Linked DNA regions of Triticum aestivum: region 1 is linked to region 2. Evidence: chromatin contacts called from public Hi-C data. All regions are on one chromosome and are shown on one strand. The core of a region is the stretch at or near the end of the contact, and the rest is flanking DNA. Distances in the headings are between cores, read along the strand shown.

The links. A called contact is a pair of places that touch in the nucleus more often than the background predicts.
Region 1: a Hi-C map of leaf shows a contact between it and region 2, with 7 times the contacts expected there. The contact joins the promoter of LOC123112129 here to the promoter of LOC123112124 in region 2. A contact is called at or near these places in 2 of 5 Hi-C or Micro-C datasets (leaf and an unstated tissue).

What each region holds. Positions count from the first base shown.
Region 1 is chr5B:406,672,603-406,676,679 of IWGSC CS RefSeq v2.1, reverse strand. It overlaps LOC123112129 (protein FEZ), which reads left to right and starts at 1,622. Exons shown (of 3, transcript XM_044533052.1): 1 at 1,622-2,957; 2 at 3,748-4,049. The coding sequence starts at 2,777.
Region 2 is chr5B:406,507,144-406,510,899 of IWGSC CS RefSeq v2.1, reverse strand. It overlaps LOC123112124 (protein piccolo), which reads right to left and starts at 2,017. Exons shown (of 5, transcript XM_044533046.1): 1 at 1,230-2,017; 2 at 1-1,112. The coding sequence starts at 1,426.

The DNA.
Region 1 (4,077 bases), core at 373-2,872, 170 kb before region 2:
GGACGCATGAAAAATGCTCCTTTTAAGATAGTAAATTAGCAAGATATGTGTTGCTGCCACCACATATTTGCTCAAAAGGGTTGTAGTAAAAGGAATGCATAAAAACTGGAGTTGATTTTTCATTTCCTTTCTAAAAACTATCTGATTCATGGCAGCTCTAATGACTCGTATTTAACCAGCTTTGCAAATGCGAATGTAATCCAGGGCCAGAGTTGTTAAGATGAAATGGTCAAATTTCCTTTTACATTTCACAGTAACTCAGTAAGTACTCCCTCCGTCCCAAAATTCTATGACAAATCTATGACAAGAAGTTTGGTAACTAGATATATCCGTATCTAGACAAATCTATGACAAGAATTTTGGGACGGAGGGAGTATCTGTTTTTATATGCTCCTAAGATATAAGATATGGAATATCTGTAAGCTCTCCGATGGCACGCTTTGGCTGCAAATTTCCAGCACTATAGCTTGACGCACATTTGGCTTGATAGTCCCAAAGACTCAAAAGCTGGGACTCCTTTTCTTATCAAACAAACAGAAGATACAACCCTCGATACAAAATCTAGCACAGGTTGGAAGATATGGTACCATAATGTAGATTGCAGAGTCCTAAACATGCATTTGTTGGTGTGTGCTCTATTTTTAGCAAGTTCACAAAGTTGGAAAAGGAAAAATCCAACCCGCAAATTAGGCAATAAAACAAAGATAATGCCCCTTTGGCAAGAACCTTCTGGTGCTCCAAGAACTACAAACCAACAATGCGACAAGGACATCGAGAAGGTATGCGTTTGAAGAGTTCAACCCAAACCATCTCCCAATGTGGATCATGGTAGAAGACAAGAGTTGTGAACGTGATCATGTTTTGTTTTCAAAAACATGGAATTGATTGGGTGATAATATCCTGCCTGGAATTGGGGAGGCATGGGAAATTTCTGAGTTCTTTTTGGTACTAAGCTATTTGTAAGTTGTAACATGGCCAAAATCTTGTCTTTAAGCCGTTGGCATGATTATTATGTCAGCTGATTCAGCGCAGGAAAGATGATACAGAAAGTAGCATGGCAAAAAAATGGGGATACCTTTGACAGAAAGAGAGGCTTTACAAGATCATGTATGACCAAGTCATCATATTTAACTATGCTAACTGTGATACTTAAAAACAGGATCTTATAAAATAATGAGCAATGAACTGTATACAATTGGTGATGAACCAGAACATACGATAAAGCACTCAAGCAAGCTGAGATTGATTCTACGACAATGACTGATTGTGAAATAAAAGTTGATATATATCAATATATGCGACAACAGTTTGCAGTGAGTTATATACGATTCTTGGTAGAAAACTGAAGGCAATTACACTGCTAAGGCTATCATTGTCAGGAGATGACGATGATTATTTTTTAATGACATTAACTGGGATGAAGGTTTCTCCACAGTGCAGTTTTTAAACAGTTACCCCGCCTTTTCAGTTAAGCTATTGCACAGGTTTAGAACAAAAAGTAGCAATCACAAATTCATAGGTCCGTGTACATCTGTTGTCACATCAACTTTCATCCAAATTTCCATCAATGATGTTAACAGTAGAAATAAGCTAACCATTGCTCCAGTACGTGCAAAATGGATCATCCTAGTGAGAACAAATTAGACAGTGGTGAGAAATGATTCCGTAAAAGAGAAGGAATTTTTTATGCAAAGTAAATCTCGAATGCAACCAGAAGCGTAATAGCGTATATGTACTGAAAATGATGTGTAGTAAGAAGAGATATCCTTTTCTACATACAAGGGAGTTTCTAAACCAGAGAATGGAGGAATATGTATTGGTATTCTTCAAGAAAATTAATCTAGCAAGAATAAATCCTGGATTGTGGTGTTGATGTATTTGAAAGTGTTTAGCTTCCAAAGCGTACTCACTCCGTTCACAAATATAAGATGTTTTGGATATTTCAATATGGACTACATATGGACTGAAATGAGTGAACAAACACACTAAAACATGTCTGTAGACATCAAATTCACTAAAAAGTTAGAACATCTTATATTTGTGAACAGAGGGAGTACTAAAGAAACTGTTCAAACCATACCTGATTTCTACGAAACTGACAAATATATAAAAGAAATGATGCTACTACTGTTTATGAATATTTTTTAGGGGTTGTTTAGGGTGTCCTAGATCATAATTTAGGTGTGAAGTGAAAGGGACAAATAATCCCCATATATGTTGCCAAGCTTGTCTTCGTTGAGATACTAATCCTTGATTAAATAAATCCAATAGATTCAAAAGGAGACTGAATAAAATGTTATCTTATTGCAAGGGGGGCTTCAGAGTGTGGGCCTCATCTAGTCATGTTTAAGCAGCTGTATAATAGGAGCCTAGAAATCTAACAGAGAAACAGTTAATCTTACACAGTAGTTATATAAGTACTAGTTTCCTACCTCATGTCGTCAAGTTACACATGATGCCTTCGCCTTCTATTCATTCTTTCCCATATATTTAGGTCCATCAAGCCATCTCTGTATTTTTTTTCTGGGTTGATAAATTCCTGTACCATATTAGATAACTGTCAGTAAGAGCATTGCCATCTTTGCACAAGCACAAAGCCACAAACAAGGGATATAAATAGTAGACCGCGCATAGTTGATAAGTCCTTGCACTGTATTAGAGACAGATTCGTGAGTTTGTCTTCACCTAGGGAACTTCGACCCTAAAACCATACACTACATCCATATAGGTAATACAAGAGCAGTGTAACCTGTATCAGGCTTCACCCTTGTTAGTCATGGATGAGAGAAGTGATATGGACAAGTTAGAGGAGGCACTTCTGCCGGGTTTCCGGTTTCATCCGACAGATGAAGAGCTGGTAGGTTTTTATCTCAAGCGAAAGATTCAGCAGAAACCCCTTTCAATTGAGCTCATCAGGCAGCTGGACATCTACAAATATGACCCATGGGATCTCCCAAGTAAGCTGCTACCTTCTATGTATTGTTCTTATTTGATTTGTTCTTATTTGTTACTGAATGGAGCAACAAGGAACTTTGATCTTGTAAAGGCTTTAGCTTCAAATAACCAAATAAATGCCAGCATATACAATTTTGCATTTATCTATCAATAGAATGAATGGAAGACATCTCTCTCTAGTAACATGCAGACACCAGATATTATGCCCCACGTTAGAGATGAGATAGAATTTCAAAATTATTCCACACTCACCATCTTGCTTCTGCGGTTCTGCCGAATGCATGGAAGATAAACTCATAGCCTCCTTACTTTTGGGAAACTACAGAGCAAAGATACAGTCTTCATAGTTAACCTATATGAAAGTTAAAACGAACAAGAGAGAGAACTCGTGATTTCTGATCCACTTCAGTACAAAGTTTTACTCTTAATACAAGTTGGGCAATCTTCTAGCAATATTTCAAGCAATGGGTAAACTAGTGGTCATGGTAAATAAGGCCATATCATACTCAGACGGAGCACAGAAGATCCAAGATTGTGCATATCCATTATGTATGCATGCAACGTGTTCAAAATATAATAGTAACCATAATTATAGCAAAAGTCGCACAAAACATAGACTTTATTTTCATAATATAAGAGCATTTTTTACACTAATAGTTAGGAACCTTCTCATCAGAAAACCAAACTAAATATAGTTATTCTCCTTAAATATCTGCAAACATTACTTCATTGCATTGGATTGTTCACCTTTACTTTCTCTAATATTTTATTCATTACCTTGCTCTCACTTAGAACTAGCAAGTTCTGGGGAAAAAGAATGGTATTTCTACTGCCCAAGGGACCGGAAGTACCGTAATAGTGCTAGACCAAACAGAGTCACAGGAGCTGGATTCTGGAAAGCAACAGGAACAGATAGGCCCATTTACTCCTCCGAGGGAACCAAGTGCATAGGCCTGAAGAAGTCTCTTGTTTTTTATAAAGGGAGAGCAGCAAAAGGGATCAAGACTGACTGGATGATGCATGAGTTCAGGCTTCCTTCACTAACTGATCCATCACTTCCTAAAGTACCAATAGACAAAAACATTCCAGCCAATGTAAGCCTCTTATTCAAAACATTTACTT
Region 2 (3,756 bases), core at 768-3,267:
TGTCCTCGGGGTACTTGACGCTGTCCGGCGAGGCCTGGGCGACTGAGCCCGGCGACACCGTGGTTGCCGACGAGTCCTGGAAAGACAGCTGCAGCAAGTCGGCTTCCTCCAGGGATTCCATGGCCTTGAGCACCTTCGCCTTGTAGCTCCGCAGGCTGGCGGCGTCGTGCACCCCCGCCGAGAAGTCTTTCTCCGAGTGGAACCAGTCGCTGTCGGAGTCGACGACGAGCTCCTTCACCGAGTACCCGTCGTCGCTGGCGCTGGAGTCTGAGTCAGAGTCGCCGAAGCCGGAGAACTCGGAGGCGAAGCTCGTCCTCCCGCTCGCGGCGCTGCCCTTGGACACGGAGCTCGCCGGCTTTCGCCTGGACGGCGCCCTCTTCGTCGGCGACGCCACTCTGTCGAACGCGACGGGCTTGTCCGCCGGCCGGAGGTCTTTCGCCGTGACGAAGCCGCCGCGGCGGGAGGACACGTCGACCACTCTCCGTTCCTCAGGCTGCGCCGGCGGCTGCAGCGGCGGTGGCGGCACGAAGGACTCCTGGACGCGCACCGTCATGGTCGCCGGCTCCCTGACGAACCCACGGAAGTCCCGCTCCGTTAGGAATCGGTAGTTGTGCGTGGCTGGAACGATCTTCGGCTCTGCGTGCACAGCCTCCGCGCTCTGCTCATCGTCGTCTTCTTCTTTTTCCACTAGTACCTCTGCTTCCTCTGCTTCGTGCTCGCGCTCCTGCGTGGCCACCGGAGCGAATGGAATCGGCGATTGAATTTCCTGTTCGTGCTCCTCCTCCTCCTTCTGGACTGGCACTGCTGTCGAAACCACCGGGGCCTCCCGCGGAATTTCAGGCATCTGATTCCGAAAGCTGAAGCTGAGGCTGGACGGAGAGGCCGGAGCCGGCGGCGGCGAGGCCGGGGCGACCGGCTCGGGCGGCGCGTCGTCGAAAGCGCGTTCATACGCGGCCATGCCCTCCACGAAATCCTCCTCGCTGGCGTGCACGAAGCTGAAGCTGCGCATCATCTGGAGAACCCTGTCGTCGTGCGCGTCCGGCTCCCCGTCCCTCTCGTCGCCGGGGAAGCCCCCGCGGCGCGGCCTCTTCTCTGTCTCCTTATCCCCGCCCCTGATGACAACAAAAACAAGGAGACCCACCAATCAGTCGTGCCACCAACAGCAGCGCGCGGCGAGTGATCGGGAATTCAGAAACCCCAAACCCACGGGAGATGGAATTCAGTCTTACCCTGGGGAGGAGGAGGAAGACGACATGTAGGCGGAGGCGACATGGATGGCGGCGACGAGCGCGACGGTGAGGAGCCAGAAGAGGAGCGGCGTGGAGGCGGAGGAGAGGCCCACGACGGAGTGGATGAACCCGCCCGAGCCACCGCCACCACCAGCCGCCGCCGCGGCGGCGCCGGCTCCTTCCCCGACGACATCCATGGCCCACGACGACGCTGCTGCAACCTTACTAACCCGCCTTCCAAGCCAACATAGCCACTCTCGTATCTGCCGCGCCTACCAGCACTGCCGATCCTGCCGTCCTATGCACGCCGTGGTCGTCGCGGCGGGCGGGAGGGGAGGGCGAGGAAAACAACGCGGCAGCGTCCTATGTATGGTAAGCTATGCTATGTAGCGATCGAGCAGTGGAGGCGAGGGAGACGAGGCACGGGGAAAGACGGAACGGAAAGAAAGCCCCCGCCCCCAGCGATACGGACGCGGCAGCTGCGATTCGACTGCGACCGCGACCGCGACGCTGCCTTCCCAGGGAAGACCCGCTACAGGCACGAACGAACGAACGGGTCCGGTCGGACCGCGTCGCGCCCAGCAAAAGCTAGCGCGACGTGACGCCCGCGCCACGGTCGGCCGGCAGCCGGCGCTGGGGTTCTACTTCTACCGCCGGTGGACGGCGGCGGGGTTTGGGATTTGTGGCGGGTGGGCCGTCCGCCTCGCGTGCGACCGGCCGTCGCCAGGTAGGGGTTAGGTTAATGTGGAGGCTGACTCGGCCGGAACGGCAACAGAGCCCGCCGCGTGCCGCCCTTGCACCCGGACCCTTCACCTGCACTTTATTTCCCGAAGATCCTTTCCATTCGTGCTGTTATTTCGCAGGATCCTTTCCGCTCCTGATGTGTTTTCCTTCCTTGCGCGACACGGATGCCTTCGCACGGGGACGGGGGAGAGGAAGCGGACCGGGCACCAGATGTTTCACGGGTGAGGTCCGAGGCGCGTGTCTTGTTGCAGATTCGGCAGCCATTGATTGGATGGATACCTGATCTCTTTTTTTGGATCGTCTTAATGCCGGGGTCCAAAGCCGCGTGCCAACATATGGCAGCCATTGATTATATCGTTCCGGTGTTGGTTAGTACTCTCTCCGTTTTTATTTAGTCCACATATTAGCTTTACTCAAAGTCAAGCTTTGTAAATTTTCATCTCAAAAAATAAAGCTTTGTAAATTTTGATTGGATGGATATAAACAAAAATGTTAACATATACAATAACAAATCAGTATCATTGGATTTATCATTGAATATACTTTTACATCATATAAATTTGTTATCGTAAATGTTTGTATTGTTTTTTATAAACTTGGTCAAACTTTATGAAGTTTGACTTCAGTTAACTCTAATATGCAGAGAGGAAGTATCTTTGTTTGCGGCATGGAGTAAACTAGGGAGAGACTAATACGGTAGGGATGTAAGATAATGCTTTCCGAGAGTGGCGTTCTGACACGTGGGAGCGCGCACTCCTGATTTTAAAAATGTGTTTTAAACATATTTTTAAATGTCAAAAAATTTTAAAACAAACTTGGCGCGTACATCTCGATATTGCACATGCTCGCAAAGTCGTTTCGCGGAAAACCGACAACTTATGTGTCGTGTGTGAAAAAGACAAAATCCGGTGTTAAAAATGATTTTCACAAGACATCCTTTTCTCCTTTTACATAAGTCACGAAAAATGTCGGTTTTCTCCGAATTTTTTGTTTGGAATTTTTTTCACACATTGAAATATTTTTTCCGTGTGCAGGAGCGCGCGCTCCCGGGAGCATAAATGGATTTCCGTTTCCTACATCCTTTATCATATTTTTTTGTTATCGGACTCGGAGCGAAGCGAATAATGACAGAATGCTGATTGGAATATGGATTTTATCTGGTTATAGATTTGGGGTGAAAACGCCGCGGACTTGGATCGAAAACGGATAAAATATACCGGGTTATACCTGCAATGACACATGATTTATTTCTAGTACTAGCATGCAGATAATATGAACATATCTATTTTTTATCCAACCACATAACACTAGAGAGTGGCCAAGTCCTTTGGAGTCAATAACACACACACTAGTAACTTTAACATGCTCCCTTTTACCCCCTAATCTAACATGAAAGGTAAGAAGATAATAGTTAATCCGACCACTACTTAATCAATGATTCATATCTATTATGTACTCTTACCTTTTATATGGGCAGGTGGGGTGGGGTGGAGGGGGTAAGAAACCATGCTAAAATTTGCCCACACCAATAGGTAATAATTTATATGTGGTGATTCCATTTGTAGTATTTAAGCTTGTCAAGGGATAAATTATCGCATAATCCTATTTGATAACCTCGCATCTTCCTAAAAAAATTGATAACCTCGGATATTTCACATCCGCCATATATTACTGATACCATATCCGCCGGATATCCGGTTGATCAAAATTCGTAACCGCATTCATATCTGGCGGATTCGTTTAAGTGCACACCATATCCTTAAAAACGGATGTGGATATGGAT